2 separate regions of the Mus musculus genome follow, and region 2 is linked to region 1. The links are chromatin contacts, called in public HiChIP or PLAC-seq maps. All regions are on one chromosome and are shown on one strand. Each heading gives the region's core, a stretch centred on a gene start, on an enhancer-like site or on the middle of the called end of the contact. The rest is flanking DNA. Distances are from core to core; before and after follow the strand shown.

What was found. HiChIP or PLAC-seq counts read pairs in DNA pulled down with a chosen protein or histone mark.
Region 2: an H3K27ac HiChIP or PLAC-seq map of embryonic stem cells shows a contact between it and region 1, with 6 read pairs. The contact joins two enhancer-like sites. A contact is called at or near these places in 1 of 15 datasets of contacts at CTCF or cohesin (the NIH/3T3 cell line), 4 of 484 Hi-C or Micro-C datasets (bone marrow-derived macrophages, cochlea and monocyte-dendritic cell progenitors), 11 of 115 datasets of contacts at active chromatin or transcription factors (embryonic basal ganglia, embryonic forebrain, embryonic midbrain and 4 more) and 1 of 9 other capture datasets (embryonic stem cells).

Annotation. Positions count from the first base shown.
Region 1 is chr13:97,259,025-97,261,930 of GRCm38.p6, forward strand. No RefSeq gene overlaps it. Among named protein-coding and RNA genes, the nearest start is that of Enc1, 19 kb to the left of the region's middle. Within about 2 kb of position 1,552, at least 23 of the 459 cell types and tissues checked have an H3K27ac peak or open chromatin away from gene starts, as enhancers often do. A contact at or near this core is called in embryonic stem cells and epiblast stem cells, where this site is marked.
Region 2 is chr13:97,588,379-97,591,284 of GRCm38.p6, forward strand. No RefSeq gene overlaps it. Among named protein-coding and RNA genes, the nearest start is that of Gm5086, 30 kb to the left of the region's middle. Within about 2 kb of position 1,408, at least 10 of the 459 cell types and tissues checked have an H3K27ac peak or open chromatin away from gene starts, as enhancers often do. A contact at or near this core is called in embryonic stem cells and epiblast stem cells, where this site is marked.

The sequences.
Region 1 (2,906 bases), core at 302-2,801:
AACAGAGTCTGGTCCCAGGGAGAGCAAGGCAGAATGTAAGGGCTGTGCGCATCCCCTTGATATCGAGGGAGAGATAGTGCCGTGCCATAGGTGAGGTTGAGTAGCAATGGCCAACATGTCATCAATCACATCCATTAAAAAAAATCTCATTAAAAAACCCCAAAACACTGTGTTCAGAAGGGCTTCAGGATCCCAAATCAGGTCAGCACCATGGGAAGCTGAGATGTAGGCAGGTACCATGTTTGCCTAGCACGGGCAAAGTCCTGGGTTTAACTCTGGAGAAAGAGAAAGCAAAGGACAGCAAGTGCAGATGGCTAAGGAGGAGCCCAGCCAGCAGTCAGAGCATCACAGACAGAGCACACTACAACTCAGTGTCAGAACCCACTCATAGCTTAGGTTAGCGGCAGCGGCATGTCACACCCACTCCTGTAGAGTCTGCGGGACCCCGACTGGGTCTGCCTGCAGCAGCGGGCGGCGGGCAGCGACAGCGATGCAGCGTGTGATCTAGAGTAAGTCCTGCATCGCCCTCCCACCGTGTCTAGCATTCAGCGTTTAGTTATTGCAATATGTTTTGTTTCCTTGGGGCGGAAAGCAACTGCCATAAATACCATGATTTGTGCAACCGTTCATATGTGCCTAGAGATCCGTTTCATCGTTTGGTTGTTTGGTTGGAGAAGACAGCCCAAAAAAGTGAAGGAGTCTGCCGGTGCCAACTAGGAAGGACAGAGGCTCTCTCCAGGAGTTCTGCTCGGGTTGACTAAAGCTGCTGGAGGAAGCAGAGCAGTTAGTTCAATCTTAGTCCGCACTGGCCCGGGCAGCTCCAACATTCAGCGAGGAGGCCCCTTTCATCTTGGGCATCTCTGGGAAGAGGGAACTACTACAGTCAAAGAAATTGCTCCATTAGGTTGGTCCATAGGCAAGTCTGTTTTCCGATGTGAGAGGGCTCAGCCCATCGTGGGTGGTACCATCCCTGGGAAGGTGAAACAGCAGACTGAGCAAGCCGGGAAGGTGAGCCAGTAAGCAGCAGCAGCAGCAGCAGCAGCAGCAGCAGCAGCAGCAGCAGTCCTTCAGGGACCCTGCTCAGTACTTGCCTCCAGGTTCCTGCCTTGAATTACTTCCAGGAAGTCTCGGCACAGTGGGCTAGGACTGTATGCTGCAATTAAACCTTTTTCTCTCTAAGCTGCTCTGGTTATGGTGTTTTATCACGAGAATAGAAAAGTGTCCAAGACAGGCTCGGCGGGGGGGAAAGAGGGGATGGGGTGGCTTACCAAGGCACAGTGACAGGGTGCAGATACCGGGGCCCTTTGCATCCAGCAAACTGGAGAGAGAGAGAAGGCCCTGGGCAGGTTGTGCTCAAGGTATGAGGCCTATGCAACATTTCAGCGGCACTTATCTCTTCTCTAGCCTTCCCTGAGCCAAGTCCAAAGACAGAGGAGTTCTGAAGTTCCTGGGTGGCCACTGTTAGCTAGCTGCCATTCAGTGTCTCCAGCCTCCGAGGCCCTTCCCTTGCTGAGAGCCAGGGGTCTCCTGAAGATACTTGTAGTTGATAGCTCAGGGTCAGAGTAGAAGGAAGCAGCCTGAGGTGAGGCCTGGCAGCTGTAATTGGACCTGGCCCATAGGGATCAGGCGTTTGCCATTTGTTCTACTTTCCCAACACTGTAATGAAACACCGGACAGAAGTGAACCAAGAGAGAGAGAGAGATTTAACTTTTGGCTCACAGACACATGTATGTGCACAGCTCAATAGAAAACTTCAAACTTACTTAAAACACAAGATTAAAAAAATTTTTTTTTTCTTTTTCCTTTTTGTAACTCAATTGCATGAGCCTTTGTGAATGGCAACCCCTCCTTTTGAAGTGTCTGCCAGGAGGTAGATCCCATCACAATGGAGAAGGCACGCTGGCTGCCTCACCCCTGTTAGCAGAGCAATAAGAAAGGAGACAGCAGGGTGACATCCTGGCAGATTAGGAGGCGGAGTCAGGACTTGAAGGAGGGCCGGGCTATAACCCTCAAGCTCCACCCCTGGTGACCTTTGCCTACCAGCCAGACCCCACTTTTGGTTCCACATCCAAACAGTGCCATTAGCTGGGAACCAGATTCTCAAAATGAGCCTGCGGGGGACATACCAGATTCTAACCGTAACACCCTCTATGGCAGACCAAAAGAGGGCAGGTCAGGAAAAAAGAGAGATTTGACCATCTCTTCAGGTTTAGCAAGGCTGAGATAATTCTGCTCACAGGTACACTAGAGCTTGTCAGAGTCTATGCTGGGAAGCTCACAGGATAGAGCTTCCAGGACAGATGCAGCAGAAAGGTACATGCAGCCGTTCCTGCCCAGCAACGCCCCCCCCCCGCCCACCCCCCCACCCCCACCCCCACCCCCCCGGGGAACCACTGGTATTCTCAACACTGCTTTTGTCTTCAGCCTACTTCACAGAGCTCAGACATGTGCAGTGTCCCACAAGCTCTCCCCAGGTTCCCTGGAACTCTTTCCCTCTTCTTCGCATGCTGTTTGTTTATTTATTTTGATAGCGTCCTGGAATTTGATAGCAGGCTGGATTCAGTATAGCCAAGGATCTCCTAGTGGTTTGAATAGGTTTGCCCCCCCCCGTCCCCCCCCCCCCCCCCGTCCCCCTAGACTCATGTGTTTGAATGCTTGGCCATAGGGAGTGGCACTATTAGGAGGCGTGGCTTTATTGCAGCAGATGTGATCTTATTGGAGGAAATGTAGCACCGTGTTGGCGAGCATCGAGGTCTTCCTGTGCTCAAGCCCTGCCCAGTGTGGAATCAGAGTCCCTTCCTGGCTGCTTTCATATCAAGATGTAGAACTCTGGGCTTCTCCAGCACCATGTCTGCCTGCACACTGCTGATGCTCGCCACCCTGAGGATGATGGACTCAACTTTTCA
Region 2 (2,906 bases), core at 158-2,657, 330 kb after region 1:
TCAAATTCTCAAAAAAAAAAAAGCCCTTCTTTTGACCTATCATGCAGTACAGTCAGGAATGCTGTGGTTTGAATCTCAAATATCCTCTAGAATCCATGTTCTGCACATATTGTGAGAATATGCTACTGCCTTGCGAGACTGTGGACCCTTCACAGAATGGGGGCTATTTGTGAGATGCCTTCAGATTGGGCAGAGCTAGGTTGTTTAGGGTCTACCTTCTTTATTTTTTAAAACTCTCTCTCTGCACCCCCCCCCACGCTCTTTCGTGCATGTAAGATCATACCCAGGTGGCTGCAGCAAGTGCTTTTGCCTGCTGTGCCATCCTGCCAGCCCTCAGACCCCCCCTCCCCCGCACTTTGGAGATGTAGCCTTGTCCTGATATTGGTCCCCCTCTTTGCTTCCTGGTTAGCCATCGTGGGAACATCTACCAAGCATACTTCTTCCTCCATGGACTGAGTTATCCTAGCATGCCTTTCCCAATATTATAGACTGAAATTATGAGCCAGAATACAACATCCCCTCCCTTATATTGTTTCTGTCAGCTATTCTGGTCACAGTGACACAGAGAAGTCGCTGATACAGAGAAGTACTGCCTTCCCACACTCCTTTGTCATTTGTGTGTCCCTCTCCCGTGTTCTGTGCTTCTCTAGATGCACCCACAATAACAAAGCCCAACACTTCTTGGACCCTCATTTCTGTGGTTGGGGTCTGTGTGACCCTCTCCTATAAATATGGTTCGCCTCCTTCAAATGCACAGTGCCGAGGGCTGGGCCTGATTGTGGCTGTGTGTGTGTGTGTGTGTGTGTGTGTGTGTGTGTGTGTGTGTGGTAGAATCCTTATTGCCTTCCTGGATGGACTGGGTTAGCTATTGGGAGAGTGAGTTGCTATTAATAAAGGCTATGCTACTCGCTGGGCTTCCTGGGCTTGGCCTCTTTCATACATGCCGGTGTTTCCCCCTTTCTCTCTACCAGGAGTTGGAGTACCCGAGGCCCTTCTTTAATAGGGCTACCTAATCTGGAATATCTCAGACCTGAGAGCCAAAAGAAACCTTTTCTTTATATACCACAGGCATCCTCTGATAGCACCAGAGAATGGACTCAATCAGATTTATATAGGAAACCTAAGGAAGAGAGAAGTTAAATAACCGCCTCTTTAGTGTTAGTAGCTATTAAGAGAAGCAGGAAAGAGGGTTTATCAGAGCCTGGATTCTTCATTGCCCTGTGCATTCAGGCTGATATAGTTGGCTCCGTACCTTTTCATGGTCTCCTGTGGAACCTAGTGGCCCTTTACAAGTTCATCTACTGAAAAGGTCAGCTTAGGAACTTTGGGAAGGTCATGAAACACTTGCCCCTCTGTAAGGGAGAGGCTAATTAACATTTCTCAGATCACAGGACGGAACTGATCTCGACCTCGGGTGGGGACACATTCCACAGGAAGACTGTTGCCCACCTTCAGACAAGGGAAGTCACCTCATTCCCTAAAGACCAATCAGTTTAAAGGGCACATTGTTCCACCAATCATATTGTGCCTAGTTGCTGATGCTCTATTCTGCCCCTGGAAATCACATAAAAACTCGCAGAACAGGTGCTGGGGGGTGCCGCCTCTCCTTCCGGGGACGACCCCAGTGCACTGGAACAATAAATTCCTCTTGCTTTTTGCATCGATCCCATCTCCATGTGGTTCACTCAGGGGGTCCCCAGTAAGCTAAGGCTCCCCAGAGTCTTACACTACCACCTCCAACACTCTCCCTGGCCTTTCTGAGGCCCTTAGCCCTTTGTCAGGCTTTTGTTAAAGCTCATCTATCTAGAGCCAGGTGCTTCTGTCCCTTGAACTTGCTTCCTGCCTTCAGCAAGTTACTTTGAGGAATTTTTTTTTTTAAAGACTGAGTCAAAAAAAAAAAAAAAAAACCAACCCTAAACAATTACATATATATATATATATATATATATATATATGTGAAAACAGACCACCCAGGGCATCATTGGATCCCATTATAGATGGTTGTGAGCCACCATGTGGTTGCTGGGAATTGAAATCGGGTCCTCTGGAACAGCAGCCACTGCTCTTAACTGCTGAGCCATCTTCCCAGCCCCACACGGAGGAATTTTAAAAAATGAAACTACACAATTAACAGTGAAAGTCAGGCCCTTGTTTGGTGCCCAGTGCCATTCTGAGACCTTTACACAGCTACCTTGTTCAATTCATCTTAATAACCCCATGAAGTTGCATTTTGTACTATCCTATCTTTAGAGAATATGACAGATTCCAGTTAGTGATCCTGAAGACAGGCTTCCCACTGAGTCCATGGGCATCCAGTGCTTACACCATGAGTACTGAACCCCATTGGATCCCTGAACTGGATTGCCCAGATCTGTGTTCAAAACTCTCATACCAGACATGGTTCTTTCTATCCTATCAGCCAGCAAACCCTTGTCTTAATTCCTAATATTTTATTCCTTTTAAGTGTGTGTGTGTGTGTGTGTGTGTGTGTGTGTGTGTACACATGTGCGTGCTCACGATCGTGCTTGCATACATGCATGGATCTTGGTGCCCCTGCAGGATAGTGCTGGGAACTGAGCACATTTCAGAACCAGGTTCCCTCCTCCCCTGCCAACACTTCAGTCACTCAGCGCCAGCAGCCATGTCATTACCAGCTGCCAAATGTGACATATTTCTCCTGTTGCCGTGAGTTGTATACCCTTTATAAAGTCCTGCCATCATGTTCCCCCAACCCCATCCTGGCTTAGAGGTGGTACTTTGCCCCACTGCACATCAATACATCTCTTGCGTGAGGTCTTTAGTGTGGTGTGATCTCGGTGGCATCCCTTGGCCCCCATCGCCAAGATACTCTTCTGACAGAAAGTCCTAGCCCAGAGGAATCAGGTACTCTGGAGCTTGAGTTACAG